2 separate regions of the Rattus norvegicus genome follow, and region 1 is linked to region 2. Evidence: chromatin contacts called from public Hi-C data. All regions are on one chromosome and are shown on one strand. The core of a region is the stretch at or near the end of the contact, and the rest is flanking DNA. Distances in the headings are between cores, read along the strand shown. Region 1 holds the start of Cox18 (cytochrome c oxidase assembly factor COX18). Region 2 overlaps Ankrd17 (ankyrin repeat domain 17).

What was found. A called contact is a pair of places that touch in the nucleus more often than the background predicts.
Region 1: a contact with region 2 is called in a Hi-C map of liver, with 1.6 times the contacts expected there. The contact joins the promoter of Cox18 here to the enhancer-like site in region 2. A contact is called at or near these places in 7 of 12 Hi-C or Micro-C datasets (the A7r5 cell line, Schwann cells, frontal cortex and 3 more).

The regions. Positions count from the first base shown.
Region 1 is chr14:18,147,244-18,154,173 of GRCr8, forward strand. Cox18 (cytochrome c oxidase assembly factor COX18) reads left to right here and starts at 2,753. Exons shown (of 6, transcript NM_001106000.1): 1 at 2,753-3,141; 2 at 4,362-4,462. The coding sequence starts at 2,818.
Region 2 is chr14:18,096,799-18,103,317 of GRCr8, forward strand. It overlaps Ankrd17 (ankyrin repeat domain 17), which reads left to right. Exons shown (of 34, transcript NM_001401338.1): 16 at 1,236-1,384. Among named protein-coding and RNA genes, the nearest start is that of Cox18, 50 kb to the right of the region's middle. Within about 2 kb of position 5,178, at least 1 of the 93 cell types and tissues checked has an H3K27ac peak or open chromatin away from gene starts, as enhancers often do. A contact at or near this core is called in liver, where this site is marked.

The DNA of each region.
Region 1 (6,930 bases), core at 1,503-4,002, 48 kb after region 2:
TTTAGGGTTTGAATGATTAGTAAAGTGCATGTCTAGTATATGTCAAGCTGGTTAATCCTAGCACATGCCTGTGGTGCTTATAATTCCAGCTGAGGTTGGCGTGTAACACTGGAGCTTCCTGCCTCTGCCTGCTAAGCACTGGATTCCACTGAACGGTGCTGCTTGCTTTCATCCCATCCTAAGACGAATGTAAGAACCATTTAGGACCATCTGTTGACATTGGTGTGGAGGGGGAGGCCTAAGACTGGTATGCATTCCTTGAGTTTGCTATGTAACTTAGGTTGACCTCAACTTGTAGCATTATTTAAAAAAAAAAAAAAACATATTAGACTGGAAATGGAATAGGTAGGCCAGGCTGGCCTCAAGCATACCTAGCTGTCTTTGAAAGAGTACCAAGTACTCTTAACCTCTAAGCCATCTCTCCAGCCCCCTTAGTTGGCTCTCTTCAAAGAAATGAAAGGTTGAGAAGGAAAATTAGTTGTATAACAGTAAAGTTAAAAAAAGTTGACCGCAAATACTGAGAAATGTTATAAATATACGAAGTTAATTTGCCATGTTAGGATTGTTAACTTGCCTTAATAACATCATTTTACACTATAATGTGCAATTCAAAACATTCACAATGTTGAATGTGATGTATATTAGGGATAATATGATTCGTGATTTACGGCTACTTCCCCTGGCTTTCTCACATAGACAGCAAGTTCTGATTGGATATTTGGTCAGGGGTTAAGAGCACTTGTCCTCTTGCAGAGGATACTGAAGGATTTGATAACCAGCACCCAAATGGCTCACAACCATCTATAACTCCAGTTCCAGGGGATCTGATGCCCTCTTCCAACCTTCAAGGGCACCAGGTAGGCAAGTGGTGCAGTGCACATAAAATATATGTTAGATTCACATAAAATGCTAAAATTTTTTTAAACAATTGCAAAAAAAATACCTTGTTACAGTAAGTTTCAGAGGGTTATTGCAGGCAGTGGCCCCTTATAATTTTGGGTGTTTTGAAAAAGATCTCTAGTGAGACCCAGACTTGAATTCCAACCCTGCCTTTGCTTCTGGAACTAGGACATGGGGATTGCTCAGAGTACAAAGTCAGCCTGTATTATAGAGTAAGTTCTTGAGTAGCCTGTGCTACACTGAGGACCTATATCTCAAGGGGGCTTGGGGAAAGCATAAAGCTGTGCCTGATAACCTTAATCCAATCCTTAGAATTCTCTTTCCAGAAGGACAGGATTGGCATCTTCAAGTGGTCTCTGATCCCACATGGGTTTCCTCCTCAGGGTTAGAGATAGATTTACCAACACATGTACATTATTAATAACACTACACATGCTCATATGCAACATTATATAAGTATTAATAAGTTTAGTTCACATTCCAGTATATGGGTTTGATTTTTAATTGATTTGTTATCATTACTTTGACTTCTATGAATACAGGTGCTTGGAGATATCAGAAGAGGTGGTCAGATACCTGTACTTGTAGAAAACATTGTGTTAAAATTTCAGTAATTGCTTGAAAATTTTGGTTTACACAATAGATTTATTAACAATGGGCTTATTTCTACAGAGTGAAAGTATTGTTTATGCTTACTATAATCAAGTACAAATTCACTTATTTTCCCAGTGTTGAGAATTGATTCTAGGGTCCCATGTGGTAAGTTGGAGCTTGCGGGAATTGTTATTTAATGAACTTCTCTGGCTTAAGGCCATTTTGGAAGGGCCAACTGGATATTACCAGTTCTGAGGAAGGAGGGTGGGGAGCACTACTAGTTTAAGTTGGCAAGAGATAGGTGAGTTTTAGAAAAGGGGGTTGTGGTATGGGAGCTGAAGGCAGGTTACCCAAGTTGCAGAAAATAAGTTACCCGATCGCTTTGGTAGCTGTCCACCGTTTGGCTTTATCTACTGGGAGAGGTTTCTATTTTTTTTTAAATTTTTTCCCTTTTTTTTTGGGGGGGGGGGTTCTAAACACTCAATTCACTTTGGCCTACCCTAGGTGTGGGCGCTTCGTTGTAAGAAAACTCCTTGTCCCAATTATTTGCAGTAGCCAGGAACATAAAAGTGAAAAACTCACTGTTTTTGCATGCCCTGTGCAGTCCATTTAACCAGAAAACAGTGCTCCCGCTGAAGTAAAATTGTGTTGATGGTAATTCACTTTGTAGAATGAATAATAGTATTTTTTCCTGCTTCTTATCATGATGGTGATTCCTTTCAATCTCACTAGGTAGCCCTGGCTCTCGAGTGCTGGGATTAAAGGCGTGAGTCACCACTCGGCATTCTACATTCTCCTATTTATAAAGGAATATAGAATGTTAACCAGGACAGATAGACAGTTAAGTCTTATTATAAGGTAGAACTGTGCCTAGGGTATAAAGGACGCAGACTAACGCTGAGCGAGCCAGAAACACTCATTGCTCTCAAAGTAGGTGTTTCAACTGTGCGTGGAGGAAGCGGAGCTACAAACTATTCGCGTCTTGGGCGGGAGCAGCCGGGTCACAAAAAGTGCTCAAGCCACAATTTCCTTGGTTAGAAACTGAAACTCAACAGCAAGGCAGTTTGCTTGCCCCGCCTACCCCCTGCAGTTCCGGTTCCTGCTCTGAGCTCCACCCCAGTAAGGAAAGGAGTCTTCAGAACCGCAAGCTGCTTTGTGCCGCGTGGGAAAGGCGGGGCCTACGTCATCTCTAGCGCGACGCTGGACTTCATCGCTTTGGCTGAGTAGGTAAGGCGGGGCCTCAGACTGGCGCATGCGCTCAGCCTCCTGATGGCCAAGGTCTAGGTGTCTTCCTCGCTGACCTGCCGCCCGTCGTGTCTAGCCATGCTATGCGGATCGTGTGCCGGGTTGCTCCGGTCGCTGCGCACCTTGCAGCTCCGGGCACCGGGATCACTGCCCGCCTGGAGCAGCGCGCGGCTCCCAACCCTTCCGGTATGGGCGGCCGCGTCGGTTTCGGCGGCCTCTCCGGGTGGCTGGTATGAGGCCCTGGCAGCGTCGGCGCCCGTGCATGCGGCGGAGGAAATGCTGCTGAGCGCGCAGGAGACCACAGGCCTCCCTTGGTGGGGTAACATCTTACTCAGCACCGTTGTCCTGCGTGGTGCTGTCACTCTGCCCCTGGCCGCCTATCAACATTACATCCTTGCTAAGGTGAGGAGTGATGGTCCCGTGCTGCCTGTCTGCTTGTGTTAACCATCGAGGCTGCGTCTTTGCTAAAATAATTTAGTTAGCATTTTATGTTCAATGATGGTTGCTGACCCGACCTACCAAGTCTTTATTCGAAATACAAGTGCTTCCCAAACTTTTGGTTGAGACCAGTATGCAGAAGAAATGGCATGGATGAGCCTGTAACACTGGGGACGTAAACGTTTAACGGTGTGCCTGCAGCATTGTTTGTCACTTTTTTTTTTTAACTGCTCTTTATTAGTAGGAGGGTATCACTAAGTTAGCAGTTTCCAAACTTAGATTCTTAACCGTGGGCCTACCACCTACTACCCTTATCTGACGAGTTAGCCTTTTAGGAACTCTTTTCAATGGATTTGGTATAGCATTACCCTCCGGGCTGCTCCGGAGGTGAGATTAAGTCATGGGTTTAAGTACTTTGAGTGACAGAGGATTGCCAGGAAGCAGTCACAGTGAGGTGTTAACATGGAATGCTGTTTTCTCTGTAGTGGGGAATCTAATGATGGAATAGTAAAATCCAAGATGCAGCTTTTATTTACTCCTCAAAATCCTATGGAGGAGGTGCTGTTAGGTTTAGTACATACTGGGAATCAGAGGTTATGCACAGCCAGAATTAGGCACCCATGACCAAGAAGTTGCAGTTGGTTAAACTCAGTGTGGTTACCAAGATCACGTAGATAGGTGTACAACAGGAATTTAGATTTGGGGCTAAAGATATTTTAAGCAAGCTAATTATTAGATATTAAATGTTTCTGATTACAAATGTGATGAGTAAATGACATTTGCACATAGTCTAAAGAACAGAGAAAGAATAGAATTGTGAGTTTGATTGTCCTGACCAAATGCTGAGTGGAGGAAGAAGGATTATATGGTTTATAGGTTACATAGTCCATCATGGCGGGGCTGCTGAGCAGGAGCAGAAGCAGAAACCTTGGAGGAACGCTGCTTACTGGCTTTCTATTCAGCACAAGCTCGTATGCCTGGGGTGGTGGTGCACAGTGGCCTGGGTTCTGTCATGTCAATCAGCAATCAAAAAATAAAGGCCCCGTGGGCGGATCTGAGGGCGGACTTGGAGGACTAGGAGGTCCTTTCTCCTGGATGTGCCAAGTTGACGACTGAAGGTAACTATAGTGGTTATCAGTAGAGATCCTTTATGTGTTCATCAAACAACTTTTTCCTTTAGTTAGGTGGAAAACTTGCAACCAGAAATAAAAGACATCGCCAAGCGCCTTAACCAAGAAGTTGCAGTCTGTGCACGTCAGTTTGGTTGGTCCAAGAGAGTGGCCAGGTATGCAGCTTTTGTGACAGCAGTCAGGAAAAAGTTCGTGTGTGTGTGTGTGTGTGTGTGTGTGTGTGTGTGTGTGTGTGTATGTACACATACACAAAAATACATACCTATATGTATATATAGTGTAAATACAGGGTTAGGTGTTCTTTTGATTGGCTTATTTATATTAATCACTATGCAGCATGGTTGTTCATGCATTGGAATGGAATTGAAGAAACAGGCGTCATCCCAACTCCTGTAGAGCTGAGTGGTCCTCCCACCTCAGCTTCTCAGCTCTGATATTACAGGTGCAAACCAATGTACCTGGCTCTATATGTCTAATGTGACAGGCTTGTGTGTGTAACAGGATTCCCTTTAGGGAACTGTACCCTGGAATGACTTTGAACTCCTGGTCTGCCTACCCCCATCTCCCACTTGCTTAGATTACACATAGGTGATACCACACCTGGCCTCGGTTCTGGGGAGCCACTGAAAAGAGAGCCATGGCCAGATAAAGTCAGTGAACTAAACACCGTATTAAGATTTGAGGTAAGTCAAGGGAGCTGGGCAAGTGAGTAGTTGTCAATTGCTGTGTGGTCCTGCCCTGTCCTGTCCCGTGTTCATGGGTCAGCCGTCCCCCCACCCCCTTTTTAAAATTGTCTTTGGTGTGAAATGGTTTGACTGTGTAGTTCAGGCTAGCCTTGCACTTCCTTCCTTCCAAATGTCATCTCTACAGTAATGCGCCACGGCGCCTGGCAATCTATCTACTGTGAGCTTTGTCGCCTTTATTGGTGCTCATAAACACTTGACATTGCCCTGAAGAGCTGGATCAGTAGTTAGGGGCGGGCACTGCTTTTGTTTGTTTATTTGTCCTCTGTTGTTTTCTTCTGAGACAGGGTTTCTCTGTGTAGCCCTGGCTGTTTGGAAACTCACTTTGTAGATCAGGCTGGCCTTGAATTCAGAGATTCGCCTGCCTTTGCCTTCTGAGTGTTGGGATTAAAAGCATTGGTCTCCATGTCTGGGCTAAAGAATACTTATTGCTCTTCCAGAGGACCCAGGCTTGATTCTCAGCACTCACATGGTAGCTCATGTCTGTCTGTAGCTTCAGTCCTAGAAGTACCCAGTACCCCCTTCTGACCTCTGAGGGCACCAGGCGCTCATGTGGTGCAATTAAATACATGTATGCAAACCATGTGTGCACATAAAACTTGACATGTAGGGAAACAGTGTAGTCAGACAGTTGAATCAACACATGAATCTCGAGCTCCCCCAGGCCATCCAGGCTACAGACTGAGACCTTGTCTCAGAGAAGGAAGTAGAAAGTATATGTGTTAGTGCGTGAAACATAAAGCCTTATTTATCATATTGTACTGGCTAGTTTTGTGTGTCAACTTGACACAAGCTGGAGTTATCACAGAGAAAGGAGCCTCCCTTGAGGAAATGCCTCCATGATACCCTGCTGTAAGGCATTTTCTCAATTAGTGATCAAGATAGGAAGACCCAGCCCATTGTGAGTGATGCCGTCCCTGGGCTGGTGGTCTTAGATTCTATAAGAGAGCAAGCTGAGCAAGCCAGGGGAAGCAAGCCAGTAAGAAACATCCCTCCATGGCCTCTGCATCAGCTCCTGCTTCCTGACCTGCTTGAGTTCCAGTCCTGACTTCTTTTGGTGATGAACAGCAATGTGGAAGTGTAAGCTGAATAAACCCTTTCCTCCCCAACTTACTTCTTGGTCCTGATGTTTGTGCAGGAATAGAAACCCTGACTGAGACACACACAGAAGCTGAAGCCTAGAGTTCTGGTATTTTTATAAAGAGAAAGCTGAGAGCAACAGCAGTGGCCCAGGAACAGCAAGTAGTCAGTCATCTGCTTGGGCTATAGATGCTTGGCAAGGTGACATTTATGGCACCTTGCCTGTGCTACACTGGTCCATTTTGTTGGATGACCTAAAAGTTTCAAGGACCAGAAATGTGCAGGTGTGTGTAGAGAAATAAAGTACAGATAAAAGGAAAAGAATAGAAGGGCCTAGAACGTGTGTGTACTGACTTAGTCCAGCATATTACAAGTTGATTAAACTCAATACGTCAAGTAAAGGCTACCGTGCACTAAATGTGTGTGATAAGAGATTGAAGGTCAGTGCTGTGACTTGGAGGCTGCCTGCTCTGGGCTAGTGCTACACTCCCTGCCTCAAAAAAACTCAATAATCGTCCCTCAAGACTGTGACCCAGAAAGTAAGACAAAAAGCAACCGTTGGGTGTGGTAGCACATAGTCCTGGTGGTAGGAAGATGGGAGGGCGTCAAATCAAAGTTCAAGGTCATCTTGACCTGTCTGAGGCAAAATTTAAAAAACAACTACTGAAGTAATTGGTCTGGGTGTTTTAATTTGCTGCATTTGGGCAGCAGAGGCAGGCAGATCTCTGAATTCAGGGCCAGCTTGGTGCATGGTGAGTGCCAGGTAGTCAGGACTACACAGTGAGACTCTGCCTTTCAAA
Region 2 (6,519 bases), core at 3,928-6,427:
GGTCTGGTTCCTAATGATTAAAGTGTTATGTTTGGTTTTTTGTTCTTTGTTTTTCTTTTGACCTTTATTTAAGTGGACTAAAAATGTACGATCATAGAGTGTGTGTTGCTATAATGTACAGTGTATGTTTGTGCCTGACCTAAGGATTTTGTGTTAAGTAGATTTCTTAATGGATAGTCATGTTTATAACTGTTGAAAGATCAATTCCAGTATTATTCGTGGCAAGATAAGTTCTTTTTGCCTGGTTTCAGATTCAGCTGTGAATCATAATTGTTTTCTGTCTGTAGCCGACAATACTTGGGAAACACACATTTACACTCTTATTCAGAGATTCCCGTCCAAACTAATAGTATTGCAGCAGCATTCTTACTGTGGGGGAAGAGAAGATGTTCGCACATTTAACTTCAGAATTGAGTTATCTGGAGAATAAAGTCCCTTAAGCCAGTTTTCAGCCTGTCCTTTGCTTCTGTCTTTAGTATTCTCCCACCTCAAGTACAGACCTACCTGGCCATTATTTAAACCATCTGGTGGGTGAACTAAGATTGCAGCAGATTTCCTACATAGAGACATCACAATCCACACTGGGAGGATGATTGATTGTGTAAAATAGATTTATTTCTAGCCTTTATTTTGTCCTGTCAGTGCGATTGCCAGATTGATTGTGAGACACTTTATTCCTCTCAGAGTAATTCTTAATGTAAGAAAATTTGTATCTGTGTGAGGATATCAAACTTTTATAGTCGAGAGAACTGTCACAACAGGGTTTCAAAGTTACTATCACCCTGTTGTCGTTAGTATATATAGTGTTTTGAATAGTTTTACTTTGAGAATCTTACATCCTAAAAGTGAAGTAACTTTTATTTGCTCCAAAATATAAGGTGTGAAGTTGGCAAGTTAAAAAAAATCACCTTTCCCCCTTTCATTCTATCATTTATTCCTTTTCTATGTAATTTTAGTACATAAAATTTTTGTTTTCAGGATTATTTTGAATTAATATTTTTTGGTTACTTTCATTAAAAGAGAATTTGTATTTCAGGTGGATTTTATGGAAAGTGGATTACTCAATATACATTCTAATTTGGGGCTCTTCTCCAATCAGAAACCATCAGAAAATTAGTTATTAATATTATAATAGCATCTTAGAGACATTTTGTTTCAAAAACTATTTAATACTTTTAAATACATCTTGCTAACAGTGTTTCCTCCTTATTAAGTGCAGTTATTTTGTTCAACAGCAGTCAGTGGAAGAGCATCTGCAATGTCAAACACTCCTACCCACAGTATCGCTGCTTCTGTTTCCCAGCCTCAGACTCCAACTCCAAGTCCCATCATCTCTCCTTCAGCCATGCTACCTATCTACCCTGCCATTGACATTGATGCACAGGTAAGCTCCGCCCTCAGGAGAGATTGGTTCACTGGAATCACATCACCGCCTTAGTGATCGTACGCATCAAGTCTGCGTTGTCAGAGACTCCAGATACAATTAATCTATCAAGCCAGACATGGTGGCTCACACCTAATCCTAGCATTTAGAGGGATAATCAGTATATTGCGTGAGTTCAAGGCCAGCCCAGACCTTCAAAGTCAGTGCCAGGTCTGGCAAGCTAAAACTTTTAGTTTTAAAAAGATTAGGATATAAGCAAAGTAACTTATGCAAGATTAAAATGAAACCAGAACTGTGATCCCAGCCCTTGGGAAGTTTCATAAAGAGGATCAAGAGTTCAAGGTCATCCTTAGTTGTATAATTAGTTGAAGCTACTCTGGTTTACATCACACCCTGTCTCAATACAACGAGAGTTAGGATTGGTGAATGCTTCTTAAAGAGGTGATGATGAGGTGTTTATAAAAGAAGCGGCTGGGGCTGAGACTACATCGGTGGAGAAGTACGTAAAGTCCTGGGTTCAGTCTAGCCTCAGCAAAAGGTGATTAGTCAACTTTATGTTTCTATATGTTATTACTTGTATTATTAAACTTTTCCCCCTTGAGACAGGGTGTCTGTATAGCCTAGGCTGGTCTCCCAACAATCTTCCTTAAGCCTCCTGAATGCTGGAATTAGACATGAATCATCACGCCTGGCTATATACCGCTTTTAAAACTTTTGGTGGAATTACATATGGTAATGAGGAAATATTTTGAATTTATGTAATTTTAACTGAGATTCTATTGAGGGGACAGAAACACTTTCTTTATAGATTATCTGAAACAATATATACGAGGTGAAAAAAGAGAACTGTTAGGTTTAGAAAGGCTCTATTAAATAAAGAAAGGCTCTATTAAATAAAAGCTGTTCCATTAAAAAAATTAGTTGATTTCTAGCCCTAAGGAGATGGAGGCAGGTGGATTTCTAGATGAGTTTGAGGCCTGTTAGGGCTTCATAGTAAGACCCTGTCTCACTAAATAGATAAGATTTAATTGACTGTGCATTGCAAGACTCCTTAATGCTTTCCATCAAGCCTAATAGCCTCAGTTTGATTACAGTAATCCACATTGTAGGAGAATAAACCCACCTACCCTTGTTACCTACCCTTGTACTATGCCATGTGTACATGCCTGCGGGAGTACACACACACACACAACTCTTATATATTTGTAAGTTGAGTGTGATGTCTCAGGGCAAGATGGAGTTGGCAAATTTAGCTTGTTTTTATCTCGACAATGGCCAAAAGATGGCAGTCCCGGTGCCACAAGCCTATAGTCTGAGTGCCTAAGAGATAGAGGCAGGGAGTACATACAGAGTTCCTTTTCAGCTACATCGTAATTCTGAGGATGTCTTGGACTACAAGAGGACCTTGTCTCAGAACAAATCAATGAAGTAAGATTACATTAAAATGCTAAGAAGTATGTTAGGAGAAACTGTTAAAAGAAAGTGGTAAAGTTACGGGGCTGGAGAGATGGCTCACTGGTTAAAAGCACTGAGGATCCTGGTTCAATTCCCAGCACCTGCATGGCAGCTCACAACTGTGTATAACTCCAGTTTCAGGGGACCTGGTACCCTCATAGATACGTATGCAGGCCAAAAAAGAAAAGAAAAAGAAAAATCCTTTAGAGAAAGGTAAAGAAAATGTTTGGGGTTTATATTTGTATTATTTTGATGAGTCCCTGGGGTGAAGTATATGCTGTTAAAACTTAAAACCATCTTTTTATAATTTGAATTTCAAGGAGTGTATGTATATACCATTAAAACCATGTACTTTTTATGTATGGGTTTGTTAATTTATTCTTAGACAGGGTTTTACTGTATAGACCAGGCTAGCCTGAAACTCAGAACTGCCTGTCTTTGCACTCCTAATGCTGAGATTCTTAAGTGTGCACTACTATCTCACGCCTTTCTTGTTTGTTTTATGTGCACGTATTTGACCTGCATGTTTTTCTCTGTTCCACAAGCATGTTGGTCTCTATGGAAGCCAGAAGAATGTCCTGAAACAGCCAGCCATGAGCTGCCATGTGGGTGCTGGGGAAGGAGCTAGGTTGTCTGCAAGAGCAGCAGGTGCACTGACTCAGAACCTCTCTCTTATCCTCAGACCAGGCCACTTACTTTACTATCTGGGAAGGAGGCTCTGCACTTTGGGTGTTTGCTTGGAGGGCGAAGCAGCTGTGAGTCTTGACCTAGCTTGCCCGAATTCATGACCTTCTGGGTTTGTCTTCTGGTTAGGGAGAATTACAAGTGTGCACCATTGCACTCAGTGAGATACCATTCATGCTGCTTAGTCCCTTTTAAAATTGCAAAAGCCATGTGCATTTATATTATTGATCAAATAGTAGAATTCAGTAAAACCTGGCATTGAATATTCATTATTCCCCTTGTCCTTTTGATCTTGAGACTATTGCATTTGACCAGAAGTGTGTGCTGATTTTTAGGAAACTAAGATACTGTGTAGGGGCCCTTAATGCAACGTTAAGTTCTTGTTTTCCAAACATCTTCAAATGTAATGTGTGTCCAAGCACAACTGATTTTACTGAATATATTAAGTTATTAATGATGAAATAATTTTACTGCTTAACCAACAGCCATGTAAATTGAAATGTACTTTGGTTTATCTATAAAGATTTGACTGACGGCTGCCAGGCAGTGGTAGGTACTGGCACACACCTTTAGTCCAGGCACTCAACGATACCTGAGTCCAAGGACGGCTAGGTTTCCAGAGCGAGTTCCAGGATAGCCAAGACTAAAACAGAGAAACCCTTGAAAAACCTAAAAACTAACAAAAAGTGATCTGACTATGGGTCCTTAAAATATCCATGTTTGGGAACTTGAGCTCAGCAGTTAGGATTACCTGTTGTTCTTACAGGGGTCCTACTGTTATGGTTTCCAGCATTTCCATGGTGGTTGACAGCCTTCCTTAACTCAAGTTTTTGGTGATCTAGTGCCCCCTTCTAGTGCCCCTGAGGGTACCAGGCAGTTATGTGGTGCACATATATGTAGGCAGAACACACATACGTTACATGAATAAATAAATGGGTAGGTTGGTTGGTTGGTTTTTAAAATCCCTATTTGGTTTCTATATCAAGGCTTTTAAAAACTTGTTGCATTTTTACCTAACATGACTTAAGTTTGATATTTGTGCTTGTCTACATATCAAATAGAACAGGTAAAATAATGATTTTACCTTCTTCCTCACTTAGTTATTGAAGTTGATTTAAAAATTTCGTCAAGGGAGGTACTTCAATAAAAGTGTAAAATTCTTTTTAAAAAAAATGAAATCTCTAAAAATATTTGATGCTAGATAAAAATTCCATCAGCTTTGATGTAAATAGTTTGATTTGTATAACCAAACTGTGCTTGAACACACAAATAAAACACTGACTACTACCAGACTGAGGAGCCACTGTGAAACCGAGCACTCTCAAATGAGAGAGATGTTCTTTTTCCGTCTACTGCTATTCTGAAGTATTCAGAGGTGCAATTCCTGTATTTGAGCCATGGCACAAACTGGGCAAAAGGTTTTATGAAGTTGTAAATAAAATTTGGAGATTGGACTTCGGCCCCCCGAATTGATTACTCTTTGTTTGTATGAACTGCTATGGACCTTTCTCAAGTTAGAAAACTTAAATTTAAAAAATGTAGTCTTCGTTATTTCCATCCATCAATATCTCTTCAGAGGTGTAGGTGTGGGCTAAGAGTATGACCCAGTTGGTAGAGTACTGCCGTAGCATGCAAAGAGTCCTGGGGTTCCTGTTCCAGCTCACAAGCCGTGTCAGGAAAATCAAAGCTTGAATGTCATCCATTGGTGCATACATAGCTAGCCTGGGTTACATAACCTATTAAGTAACTTAACTTGCTTAACATGAAGACTTAAACTATAGCTGGGTGTGAATTATTGAGTAAAACAGCCTCATGCCTGCAATCCTTACACTTGGAAGGGTGAGGATCATCTCAAGTTGTAGGTCAGCCTAGAGTTTAGAATGTTATGGAGTCAGTAGTCCCTCCCCCAACTCCTAAGGAAGTAAAACACAACTGTATGTGACACTGTCTTATTCTTCAATTGCCTAAGTCTGAGGCTGGGGGATTGGGTGTTGGAGGCTAACTAGCCTGGCATGTATTAAGCAGACTCACTCTGTCACAAAGCAAAACAAAACAAAACAAAACAGCAGATTCACTTACAGATGTATCAGTTGGAGAGACGGCTCTGGTTTAAAAGCATTTGCTGCTCTTGCAGAGTATCTCAGCTGCCTCTGACTCAGGTCTGGGAAAGCTCACACCCAGCCTCTTCCGCACACACAGGAAGGTCTGAGGGCAGCCTACAGTCTAATGATACAGTCTCAAAGGAAAATGACGTGCATTCTGTCCCGCTTCATATGATTGTGCTTAGAAAAGCAGTTCATTAAAATTAAGCTTAAATTTGTCCATTTTTCTTATTCATCTGATACCTTAAATGTTAGTTAAACTTACACATAATCTGTCTGTACAGAGAATCAAACACTTGAAATTGAGAAGATTCTCTATTTGCAGGTATTTAAAATATTTAGCTCTTTCGGTGCCTTTTGCTTTTGAGTGTAATTAGTTTAGGAATAAGTTTGCTTCCCATACTAAATTCTTTTCAACCTGTATAACATTAGCTAGTTGAAGGTTTTTTCCTACAATACTCTCATGTTTTATACCCCTTTGAATTAAGTCATGGGTATGGTTCTATCAGCTAGTCATGTAAATAATTTATAAAGGTGCTTCTCTGCTTTACTGTTTTTGAGTTTCTCACTGTGTGTCATTCATTAGCTGTCCAGAACTCACTGTATAGACCAGGCTGGCCTCAACTAGAACATTCACCAAACCATACCTATCCTGAATTGCTGAGAGCTGCTACCGTGCCTGGTTCTTTATACGTGTACATGCACACAAGCACAACGTTGTTTTTCTTCCTTTCCTTTTCCCCCCTCCCCTTCTCCCTCTGTTTGAGATTTTACCTTGGGTACTTGATAAAGTAATAAAGTAACTGTGTGGCCAGTATGTGATGTTAAGTCTGCCGTAAAAGATTCTTTCTGTACTTTACCTCTCAGACACTCTATTGTACTGAAAATCATTGT